2 separate regions of the Sus scrofa genome follow, and region 2 is linked to region 1. Evidence: chromatin contacts called from public HiChIP or PLAC-seq data. All regions are on one chromosome and are shown on one strand. The core of a region is the stretch at or near the end of the contact, and the rest is flanking DNA. Distances in the headings are between cores, read along the strand shown. Region 1 overlaps LOC102165419 (a long non-coding RNA gene). Region 2 holds the start of ELN (elastin-like).

Region 1 (5,122 bases), core at 1,115-3,614:
CCTAGGGTCACCTGAGGGGCTTTACAGAGGACTGGACTGTTGGGGAGAACACCCCTTCCAGAAGGCCTTCCCCCTCCTCCCCAATCCTCTAAGCCAGAGACTTGGGCTGCTGACTAGCTGCCGTAGCATTGGTGACCTGGCCTGGTACCCCTGACCCCCTCATCAGAATCTCGCCTTTACTTTTATTGCCCTCTGCCCATGGGCAAGCCCTTGCCTTTTTTTTTTTTTTTTTTTTAAGCCCCGGTTTCCATCTTTATAGAATGAAGGCATTGAACTTGCTGAATTTCTTTTTTCTTTTCTTTTTTTTTTTGGCTGTACCCATAGCATGAGGAAGTTCCCGGGTCAGGGATCAAACATCAAACCCGAGCCACAGCAGTGACAATGCCAGGTCCTTAAGCTGCTGAGCCACCAGGGAACTCCCTGAATTGGCTGATTTTTTGAGGCTCAGTCAGGTGGAGCCCAGGGTCTTGGTGGCCTCCTGCCGTCAGGACAAAGTGTAGCTGGAGGAACTCGGAATGGGAGGCAGCAGTCCTGGGTGAGAATCTGCATCAACCTCTCAATAACTGTGTGGCCTCGAGCAAATTCCACTCTGGGCCCTCGTTTATGAAGAAGTGGGGAAACCCGCCAGGCTTGGCTTCCTTCAGGGGTTATGAAGTGCGAGCGTGGCTCGGAAGGTGTTTGCTGAACTGAACAGCACCGTGCAGGTGGCTCCGCAGGTCCCAAGGCGCGCAAGCGCTCCTCCCAGGGCCTGGGAAGAGCGGATGATCCCCACGTGGCACCCTGCCGAGGGAACGTGGCAGGTGTCTGGATGCTGCGTCCCCAGGCGACTTGTGCGGGCAGCGTTCCCGGTGGCTCATGCTCCGTTCCCAGCTGGTCCCACTGCTGGGCAGGCCCCCCTGGCCCCTGCCGATAGGAGGGGTGGGGGAGCCACCTGGCGTTGGCCCAGCCTGGCTGGCCTCCCACCCCATGTTTTGTTTGCAGAGTTTGGAATGTCCTGGGACGCCGAGCTGGGATCCCTGGGGAGACATCGGTGCCATCTCCTTGATCTCATCGCTGGACAGGTTTCTCCCTCATTCCGGCTTGGGACTCGGCAGGCTCCCAGCCCCAGCTGCTGCCAGTCCCACTCTGTCTGTCTGTCCCAGAGCTGGCAGCCAGGAGCCATGCAGCTGGGAGCCGGGGTCGGGGGGCCTTCCTGGAGAGGGGGGCAGTTCTCCCAGCCTGTCTGCTGTGGGCCCTGGGCATGCCTCGAACCCGTTCTCTGCAAACCCTTTCCAGCTGCATCTCTTCACAAACTCCTTTGCCCGTGACCCCCTGATACTGGTGCCCGGAGGCCTGTTTGGAATCATGTTCTCAGGACCTAAGGGACTTGGGAGGGGGCAGAGCCAACCATCTGATTCGTGATCCCCTTAGCAGGGACTCTGGCTGTGCACACAGTGAGTTCCTGCTAAGAGCGTGGGGGGCATGGGTGTCAGGGATGTGAAAAGATATATGTGTGTGTGTATTTGCACGTGCATGGAGTCTTTTTGAGTTTCCAGTTTTAAGTATCCCTGGATTTGATTTATTGCAGGAAAAGTTTGGGGGAAGGACTCTAGGGAGGTCAGGGGTCTGGTTCAGGAAGGAGCCCATCCTTACCTGGATAGCTTGCACCTCTGTGTGGCTGGACATTCTATAACCCGCCTTGGTCTCACGTGCCCAGGTTGGGCCCACCTGACTGGCGAGAGGCCGATCCCGCCGGTAGACACGTGCAAATGTGTGTGTGCACGCGTGCACGTGTGAGTCATTCCTGAGCCCCCGGGGTCAGGAAGGAGATCCATGCTTGTCTAGCCTGGGGACACGCTCTGTGTACTTAGCTCTCACCTGGCTGGGCGGTGGGGCAAGGGCTTCCTGGTGGTCCCAAGAGGCATCCCCTCAGGGAAAAACGCGCCCTGCACCGACCCCTGCGGTCTCTCCTAGGCTTGGGCAATCCCCGCCCGATGTAGGTCAGCACCAGCCCCAGGCTTGGGTGAAGGCTCTTCTTTCCGCATCATTAATAAGGAGACTAAATAAGTCCGCCCCTCTGGCAGGCCCCCCAGCCCCCCGGGCAGCCTGGCTGGAGCTATTAATATTCCCCGTGTTTATGACCCCCCTGGCCCCGGCGACAGGCTCCCCTCGCTTAGCCGTTGGAATTAATTTTGTGAATCGGAAGGGGCTGGGGGTGGGGGGGGCAGCCTGTTGGAATCCAGGACGATGACATCGCCACCTCCTCCTGCGGCGGGTCCCACTCACTAATTCTATAAAACAGTCACTGTGGCCAGCCCAGCCCGGGGCGGCCAGCCTAGCCGGGGCTGCCTCATACCTCTGCTATGCTCTCCCCCCGGGAGGGCGCTGGCCCAGGCCCCAGTGATTCAGGCCCCCTGACACCTTGCACTGATGTCAGTGGGAACGGAGGCCTCAGGCCCCGGGACCTTCTGGCCTGTCGCCTGGGCCCGCGCCCTGCACGGGGCTTGGCCCCCGCTAGTGCCTCTCGTGACCTTCCCACGGACGAGGCCTGGCCGGGAGAGGAGGCCGGGCCAGACAGCCTCTCCCTCACACTGTCCCTTTTCTGAAAGCTGCCCGCACTGGCGCCGGGCCGTCCCCAGCCTCCCCGGGTTTCTTCGAGGACTGTTCTAAAATTAAGATGGGGGAATTCGGGGAATTTGTGAGCGAGTTCCCAGAGCACTGCGGCTGCCCTGGGGGCAAGGGTCCCTGGCTCTTCCCACCCTCCCCCAGTTCTCCTTGCTTTAATTGCCGAGCTAGACAGGTGCCCTTCGGGCAAACTCATCCGCGAAGGGCAGGCCAGGTGGCCCGCGCGCTGTACACCAGGGAAGGGATTTCCCCCGCCACCCCCACCAGGGCGGAGCCTTTCAGACCCCGCAGTCTCTTAAATCACTTGACATATGATTTGCAAATATTTTCTCCCATTCTGAGTTATCGTTGCACTTTCTTCATAGCCTCCTTTGAAGCACAGCATTTCTTAATTTTAGTCAAGTCCAATTTATCTATTTTTTCCTTGTGCTCTTGGTAGCATATCCAAGAAACCATTGCCAAATTCAAGGTCATGAAGATTTATCTCTATGTTTTCTTCGAAGAGTTTCATAGTTGTAGCTCTTACACTTCAATCTATTTTGGGTAAATTTTTGCATATGGTGTGAGGTTGGGGTCTATCCCATTACCCCAGCACCATTTGTTGGAAAGACTATTCTTTCCCCCATTGAATGGCCTTGGCAAAAATCAATTAACCATAAACGTAATGGTTTATTTCTCAATTCGACTCCACTGGTTGATATGTCTCTATGGCAGCACTACAAGGTCTTGATTAGTGGAGTTTGTAGTCAGTTTTGAAAGCAGGAAATGTGTGTCTTTCGACTTTGTTCTTTTTCAAGACTGTTTTTACCATTTGAGATTCTTTGCATTTCCAGTTAAATTTAGGATGAATTTTTTCTTTTCTTTTTTTTTTTTTTTTTTTTTTTGTCTTTTGTCTTTTTAGGGCCCCACCCATGGCATATGGAGGGTCCCAGGCTTGGGGTCTAATCGGAGCTGTTGCTGCCGGCCTACGCCAGAGCCACAGCAACGCCAGATCCGAGCCTCATCTGCAACCTACACCACAGCTCATGACAATGCTGGATCCTTAACCCACTGAGAGAGGCCAGGGATCAAACCTGCAACCTCATGGTTCCTAGTTGGATTCGTTTCTACTGCGCCACGATGGGAACCCGGAATTTTTTCATTTCTGCATTTCCTTTGGGATTCATTGGGATTTTGATGGGGATTATATTGAACCTATTCTTGGTAATATTGTCATCTTAACAATATTAAGTCTTCCAATCCATGAACATGAACTATCTTACCATATTTTTTAGATATTTAATTTCTTTCAATGTTTTCTGTGTAGTTTTGGGTGTACCAGGCTTGTGCTTCTTTTGTGAAATTTATTTGAACTTTTTATTCTTTCTCCCTCTATCATAAATGAAATTCTTTTCGAAATTTTTGAAGGGAGTCATTTAAAATCTGATTCAACATGAAGCATCAGCTGAAGCATCATTTACCACCACTTGTCAAGACCTTACTTGTGTAAAAAGTGAGACCTACCTGTGACCCTTTAGCCTAGATCAGTAGTTTCTCAGCATCTGACCTAGGACCCACTGCTGGGGCCCTGGCCACTTGGGGGACATTTTATCCTCATCCTGGGTTTCCCCGCCTCTAGTCTCCCTCTGCCCAGGCCAGCCTCCTCCCTGCTGCCCAAATGATTCTTCTAAATCCGATTCTGTCACTTTTCTGCTTAAAGCCTCTGGAGGCTCCCATCTTATCCAGGAGAAAACTGTGAAATCTTTGTCTTTCTATTTAAGCATCTTGATCCTTCATCACCAGCTCTGTGCTGATAGCCCTTGGAGGTCTTCTCTACTGAGATGGCCCAGATGCTGCAAAGCCCTCAGATTCCAGAGAAGCTCAGGGATGGTGCCAGATCAGCACTTCCTCTGTGGTCTCCATCTCCACCTGCAGCATGGCCATCCTCCTGGCTTTCTAGACATATCCTCCTCCCTCCTTCAGTGCCCTCCATGCTGTTACCAAATCCTATAGGTTTCACTTACTACGCTCCCCTGTGTCTCTCTTCTTCATGGCCACCAAATTTGGGCTTTAACCTGGCCTGCTCATAGACCATCAGAGCGATCTTTCTCTGACACGGATCCTCCCTCCTTCACACCTTTGCTAACCCGCCATGGCCTCCAGGGACAGGGCCTGGGTGCTGACATTCTGACCTTGCCCACCTCTGCCCTCTTCTCAGGCCTGCCTTGCACCTTCTGTGAGGTCCCCTGCAGACCTCCCGCATCCCCGCCAACTCCATGCTCTTGACAGCTCCTCACCCGGGGCCTACCTGCTCCTTAGGCCTGACTTGAAAACACTGCACCCGCACCTCCCAGGGGGAGTAATCCCTCCTTCCAGATGTCAACCATGGCATCCAGGACACTGTGTCTGTCTCCCTCCCTCAGCCAGGACCATGCTTGGTGTTCTTCCACCCCACAGAGCCTGGCATGGGCCTGGAACCGAGCAGCCATCAGCCAAGGTTTGCCAAATACTGAGAGGATGGGTAGAGTGCTTGGGGAGA
Region 2 (5,133 bases), core at 1,734-4,233, 110 kb after region 1:
ATGCTGAGAGCCAAGGGCGGCTGGTGGCTCTGTTCTTCTTCCTAAATGGCTGCACCTAGAGATCCTGGCGGACAGGGATGGCCTGTCAGTGACTCACCTGGATGCCTAGGAGTAGTGGGGTAGTTTACTTGTCAATGATAATGGTAAAGCTGTTATCATTTTCCAGCATGTGGTGCATCAGGCAATTCCACATTTATGGCCTTACTTAATCTATTCAGCTCTGCAGGGAGGTGGGCCTAGGGCAACTGAGGACTCTTAGGTTTCTTAAATCATGAATGAGTGAATGTTACTCTAGAACTGTCACCCTCAGTCCTTACATTATGCATTGAGTGCATTGGGCTAAATTGCGCTGGATAATCTGGGTTTGATTATGGTTTACTGGGTTTGATTTTGAACTGAGGCCCCCTTTTGAAGTGTACAGAAGCCTTGTTGAACACGAGTTCATGGAGCTCCTGCAGCACGGGGTGCTGAGAAGATGGAGGGACGCAGCTGGGGGACGGGACACAGGACCCTGGCCCTGGGGGTAGAGGCCTAGCAGCCTCAAGTCTGTCCCTGTGAGCGCCCCTCCACACCTCTCCTGGATGCCCCTGCCGCAAGCCCTCTTCCGTTGGCTCCAGCCTCTCTCCCAGTCCTGGAATTAATAAAGACTCTGAGCAGACTGCGGTTTGCAAGTCTGAAAGCCGGTTCCTGCCCACGTCACTGCCCCGAGAGGAGTGGGGCCCAGCCTCTCCCCAGCACCCCGTTCCATCCCCCTCCCTGGGAGGGGCAGGCACACAGAGGCGCCCCCCCAGCCTCCCCTCCCTTCCCCCAGCAGGCCCCTCTCAGGCCACAGACCCTAACCCTGAGCACCCCCTCCCGCCACCAGCAAGGGCTGTCTCGGGCTTATAGTCGCCATCAGCTACCCCCCAAAGCACCCCCAAATAACACACGCAGGAAGTGAGAGCTGTATGCTTGGTATGCCTGCACTGCTTCAAAACAATTCTGCCTGCGTGCCCACCCCCTTCCAAACCTCTGGAATGGCTGCTGCCTGAGAGCAGAGAGAGGAAGGGATGGCCCAGAGTCCCAAGCTGACCCAGCCTAGAGCCAAGCCTCAGAGTTCTGCAGGAGTGGTGCTTGCAGAACCCAGGTACTCGCAGCAGCACTAGGACGAGGGCAGAGTACAGAGCATTTGGACCTGCAGACACAGTACAGAAATATATGACCACATCTTTTCATCTCTGCAATAACCTCCTAGGCAGGGATATTTATCACTGTTTGACAGATGAGGAAACTGAAATTCATGGAAGAAGTTACCCTGCAAGCAAGTGTTAGAGCCAGAATTTAGTCCTAGGTCCTGCTGGGTCCATTGCCTGGCCTTTGGCATCTACACTCCCTGCTGGCCATAAAAACTGCCCAGCGCTCCTGGCTGGAGGAGGGGTCATTTAACCCCCTTCCTCGGACTTGTGGCTGTGTCCTCCTCTCTTTCTCCAACTGAGTGCTGGGAGAAAGCTCTCAGAACTTGTGGTCTCTACTTCTCCCCGTCACAGGCTGTGATGAGGGTCGGTACCAGTTTCTCTCTCCTATCCTCTGGCTCCTAAATTTCTTGAGTGGGGAAGTATGACCCCCTCGCTTTCCACTCCACCCCCTAAAGTCCCCAGGTTCCCCATCCAGCACAGGCAGGTGGGAAGAACCCAAGGCCTGGAAGTGCTGGTCCCAGCTGTGTCGGCGCAGGGCCGCCCCCTCCTGGCCACCAAAGGAATGTCAGCCCCAGGCGTTCTCCCGGGGCAGGGAGAGAACCAGCAGTCTTGGGACTCCAGAGTCTGGTTTGGGTTCTAGGGATGCTCAGCACTGGGACAGATGGGGGCCAAGTGATAAAGGGGGACTGAGCCACCTATAAGTCTAGGTCAGCTCCCCCAGCCTTCTGGTTGTCTACAGGGCACCTGGGGAACGAGCCTGACCTTGACCGGACCCTGTAGCCTGCACAAGCCTGCGAGGGACTGCACCTTGATCCATGAGAGATGGAACCCGTGAGGTGTGTCAGGGGCTCCCACATGTCCCCCAGAGACCCCAGGGAACAGCACCAACAGTCTCGATCCCCAAGCCGTTCTGCTCACAGCCCCTCGGCCTCTTCAGACATGGACCCCAGATGGACACATCACCCCCTCCCCAGCTTCAGGCAGGAGGCTGTGACCTGAGACCCCAAAGAATGGAGCCCTGTAGTGCCTCAGGGTCCCCAACCCTTCCCCCTGGTGCCCTACAGGACAGCACCAGCAAGAATGGCACCTTCCCGGCCTTTCTGCCTACAGCCCCTTGACTCTACAGACACTGGCCTGGGCGCTGGACCCCAGGTTCTGACCAACACCCGCCTCCCCAGCTTTGGGCAGAGCCTGTATCTTGGCCAGGACTGGTGCTGTTGGGGGAGTCCGGAGTGCTAGGGTGGGGGCAGAGGCGCGGGACAGCTGGCCTGTGTCCCCACACTGGGCCTGGGGCCCAGCCGGAGGGGCGGGGGCCTGGCCACTCAGGCCTTGGCTGGGGCCGGATTTTTGGCCGGGCTGCAGGGCCCTCCCTCCTGCTTCCTCTCCCGAGGGCTGTCCTGGCAGAGGCCCCCCTCGCACTTTCTGGCGGGAACAGGGCCAGCAGTGAAAGAACAGCCACAGAGGGAAAGCGGGAGAGAGATGGGGGAAAAAACTCTGTGTGTGTGTGTGTGTGTGTGCGTGCGCGCGTGTGTGCGCGCACGCGCGTGTGTGCGTGTGTGCACTCGTGTGTGTTTTAAGGAAAAAAGCCCGCGGTCCAGTCCAGTCAGACCCAGCCTGGAAGGCTTGTGAGCCGGCCTTTCGTAATTGCCCCCTCCCCGCGCCCCCCTCCCCGAGGCCTCCCCTTTCTCCAGCCCGCCCTCCCGCCCGCCCTCTCTCCCTCCCTCCTTCCCTCACAGCCGACGAGGCAGCAATTACGCTTTGGGGATAAAACGAGGCGCAGTGAGCAGGCTGGGGCATTTCTCCCCGAGATGGCGGGTCTGACAGCTGCAGCCCTGCGGCCCGGAGTCCTCCTGCTCCTGCTGTCCATCATCCACCCCTCGCAGCCTGGAGGTAGGCCTCTCCCTGTCCCCCCAACTGCCCACAGCCTTTGGGCCTCCTGCTCAGGTGGCTGGACTGACAGACAAGAGGGCGCCCTTCACCCTCAGCATCCTCCAGAGGGTCCCAGCAGCAGCCCCTGCGCCACTGGATCCCTGGAACCGCCCCTCCCAGGAGCCAGCCAAGCCGAGCAGAAACCTGTCACACGATCGCCCCACGACTCAGGATGGTCCCAAACCAGCACAAGGTTCTGCTGCCCTGTGAGGGCTGAGGGACCCTGCTCTGTCCTGGGGGATCTCCCAGTGGGGGGTCTCGAGCATGCTGGGGAAGGACCGGCAGGGTCCCTCGGGTCTGTGGGCACTGGCAGTCTGCACACCTGTGGACCCAGCAGGCGTGCAAACATGCCCTGGGGGCAGGGGATCTGGGTTTGAGGCCAGCTTAGTGACAGTGAGCTTTCTGACCTCAGCAGGTTCCTTATCCCCTGGGAAGTCAGGACCCTGCTCCAAGGAAAGTCAGGGTTAAGGTGATTACATGGTTGCGGGTTGGAAAGCTGCTGCTGGGTCTGTCCCTGGTGAGGAGGGCTGGGACTTTCGAGCGGGTGTGTTTGTATATGAGTGTGTGTGTGTGCATGAGTGTGTTACATGCTATTGCACAGGTGTGTGTATATGCCCGAATGTGTCACCGAATAGAGGAAGAGGTTTCTGAGAAGGAATGAAATTTCACAGGTTCATTCCTGGACAGGTGTGTGTGTGTGTGTGTGTGCGCGCGTTTGGTGGGAGGAGGTATGTGAAAGTGCCTGTTAGCATGTGCTAAATTCTGTCATCCAACAGGCATGTACATATGGGAGATCTGGTATCCAGGTGTGTCTCTGGGTGTGTTTTGTCATTGTGCATGTGCGTGTGTGTGTGTCTGTGTGTGTGCATTCATGGGCTGGAACACAAGCTAGGACAGGGAAGCTGGGGAAAGTGTCCCTCTCCCGGCAGAAGGACTGTGGCAGGTGGAGGGGCTAGAGGGGACCTCAGGGCACTCCTAGACCACCTGGCATGTTCCCTGCTATGGACCCCTGAGGGCGCCCCCCCAAAGGCTCTACGCATCTTGGACCACCCTGGCAGTGGCTCACAGGGTGCCTGAAGGTGCTCCTGGCCACGGGAAGAGAGAGGTGCAGGCAGGCTCCTGAGCCTTTGGTGGGGCAGCCTGGGTGGGGTCTGGTTTCCGTAAGAGTGCTCCTTGCCATGAGAACCAGCCCTTCAGTGGGGGCCAGCATTGGGGGCGGGGGGCACCGGGTGGAGCAGGGCCTGGCTGGAGGGCTGGAGTAGGGGCTGGGCAGGAGCGGCAGCTGTTTCCGTGAGATTGCACGGCTGGGCAGGGCCGCTGGGAGCAGGAGCTTCCTGAGCAGAGGTCAGCTTCTGGGTCTGGACGAGGCCAAGGGATGTGCATGCCACCAGGTGGGGGCCAATAGGGGCAGGGAGACAGTCCCAGAGGAGCAGCCACCCTGCTCCTGGGAGTAGCATCTCTGGTCCTGCCTGAACCTCCTTCCTGGAGTGAGACCCCCGAACACCTGCCTTCCTACCTAGAGCACGACAGCGAGTCCCCACAGGAGCCCTGAGAGTAGAGAATTGTTGTCTACACTTGACAAATGGGGAAATCAAGGCTCAGACAGGTTTAGGCAGCCCAGGGGGTTAGTAGCCGCCTGCTCTCTGCTCTGGGCCCCAGGATGAGGGGTGGGAGCCAGGTTCCGAGAAGCATGTGGGGAGGGGCGGGCCCGGGCTGAGTACTCTGGAGCGGGCCTGCCCTAAGAAGAATGCATCCCCAGTGACCGGGCTAAATGTTCCGCTGGCCCTCGTCTTTCTTTGCAAACATAAATCTCAGCTCTGTCGCAGGTGGTAGAGTAGCTGGGTCCAAATAAGGGGTGTGCGAATTGATGAGGTCTTCTGAGGTTTGTGCCCAGAGCCTCCCAAAGGAAATCTAGAGAGATCAGGACTGGGAGGGGCTCCCTACCCACACGCACATGCGCACACACCTGCCTGGCTGTCCTGGAAGAGCCCAGCTTCCCCCTACCCCAAGAAGGTGTCACCCTCATGGT

What was found. HiChIP or PLAC-seq counts read pairs in DNA pulled down with a chosen protein or histone mark.
Region 2: an H3K27ac HiChIP or PLAC-seq map of skeletal muscle shows a contact between it and region 1. The contact joins the promoter of ELN here to the enhancer-like site in region 1. A contact is called at or near these places in 9 of 47 Hi-C or Micro-C datasets (embryonic fibroblasts, epiblast stem cells, fibroblasts and 5 more) and 1 of 2 datasets of contacts at active chromatin or transcription factors (skeletal muscle).

What each region holds. Positions count from the first base shown.
Region 1 is chr3:11,097,942-11,103,063 of Sscrofa11.1, forward strand. The region is part of intron 2 of LOC102165419 (a long non-coding RNA gene); the gene reads left to right. It overlaps LOC110259898 (a long non-coding RNA gene), which reads left to right. Exons shown (of 2, transcript XR_002342325.1): 2 at 982-1,501. Among named protein-coding and RNA genes, the nearest start is that of TMEM270, 41 kb to the left of the region's middle. Within about 2 kb of position 2,365, at least 16 of the 83 cell types and tissues checked have an H3K27ac peak or open chromatin away from gene starts, as enhancers often do. A contact at or near this core is called in mesenteric adipose tissue and skeletal muscle, where this site is marked.
Region 2 is chr3:11,211,441-11,216,573 of Sscrofa11.1, forward strand. It overlaps ELN (elastin-like), which reads left to right and starts at 2,984. Exons shown (of 36, transcript NM_001315724.1): 1 at 2,984-3,065. The coding sequence starts at 2,984.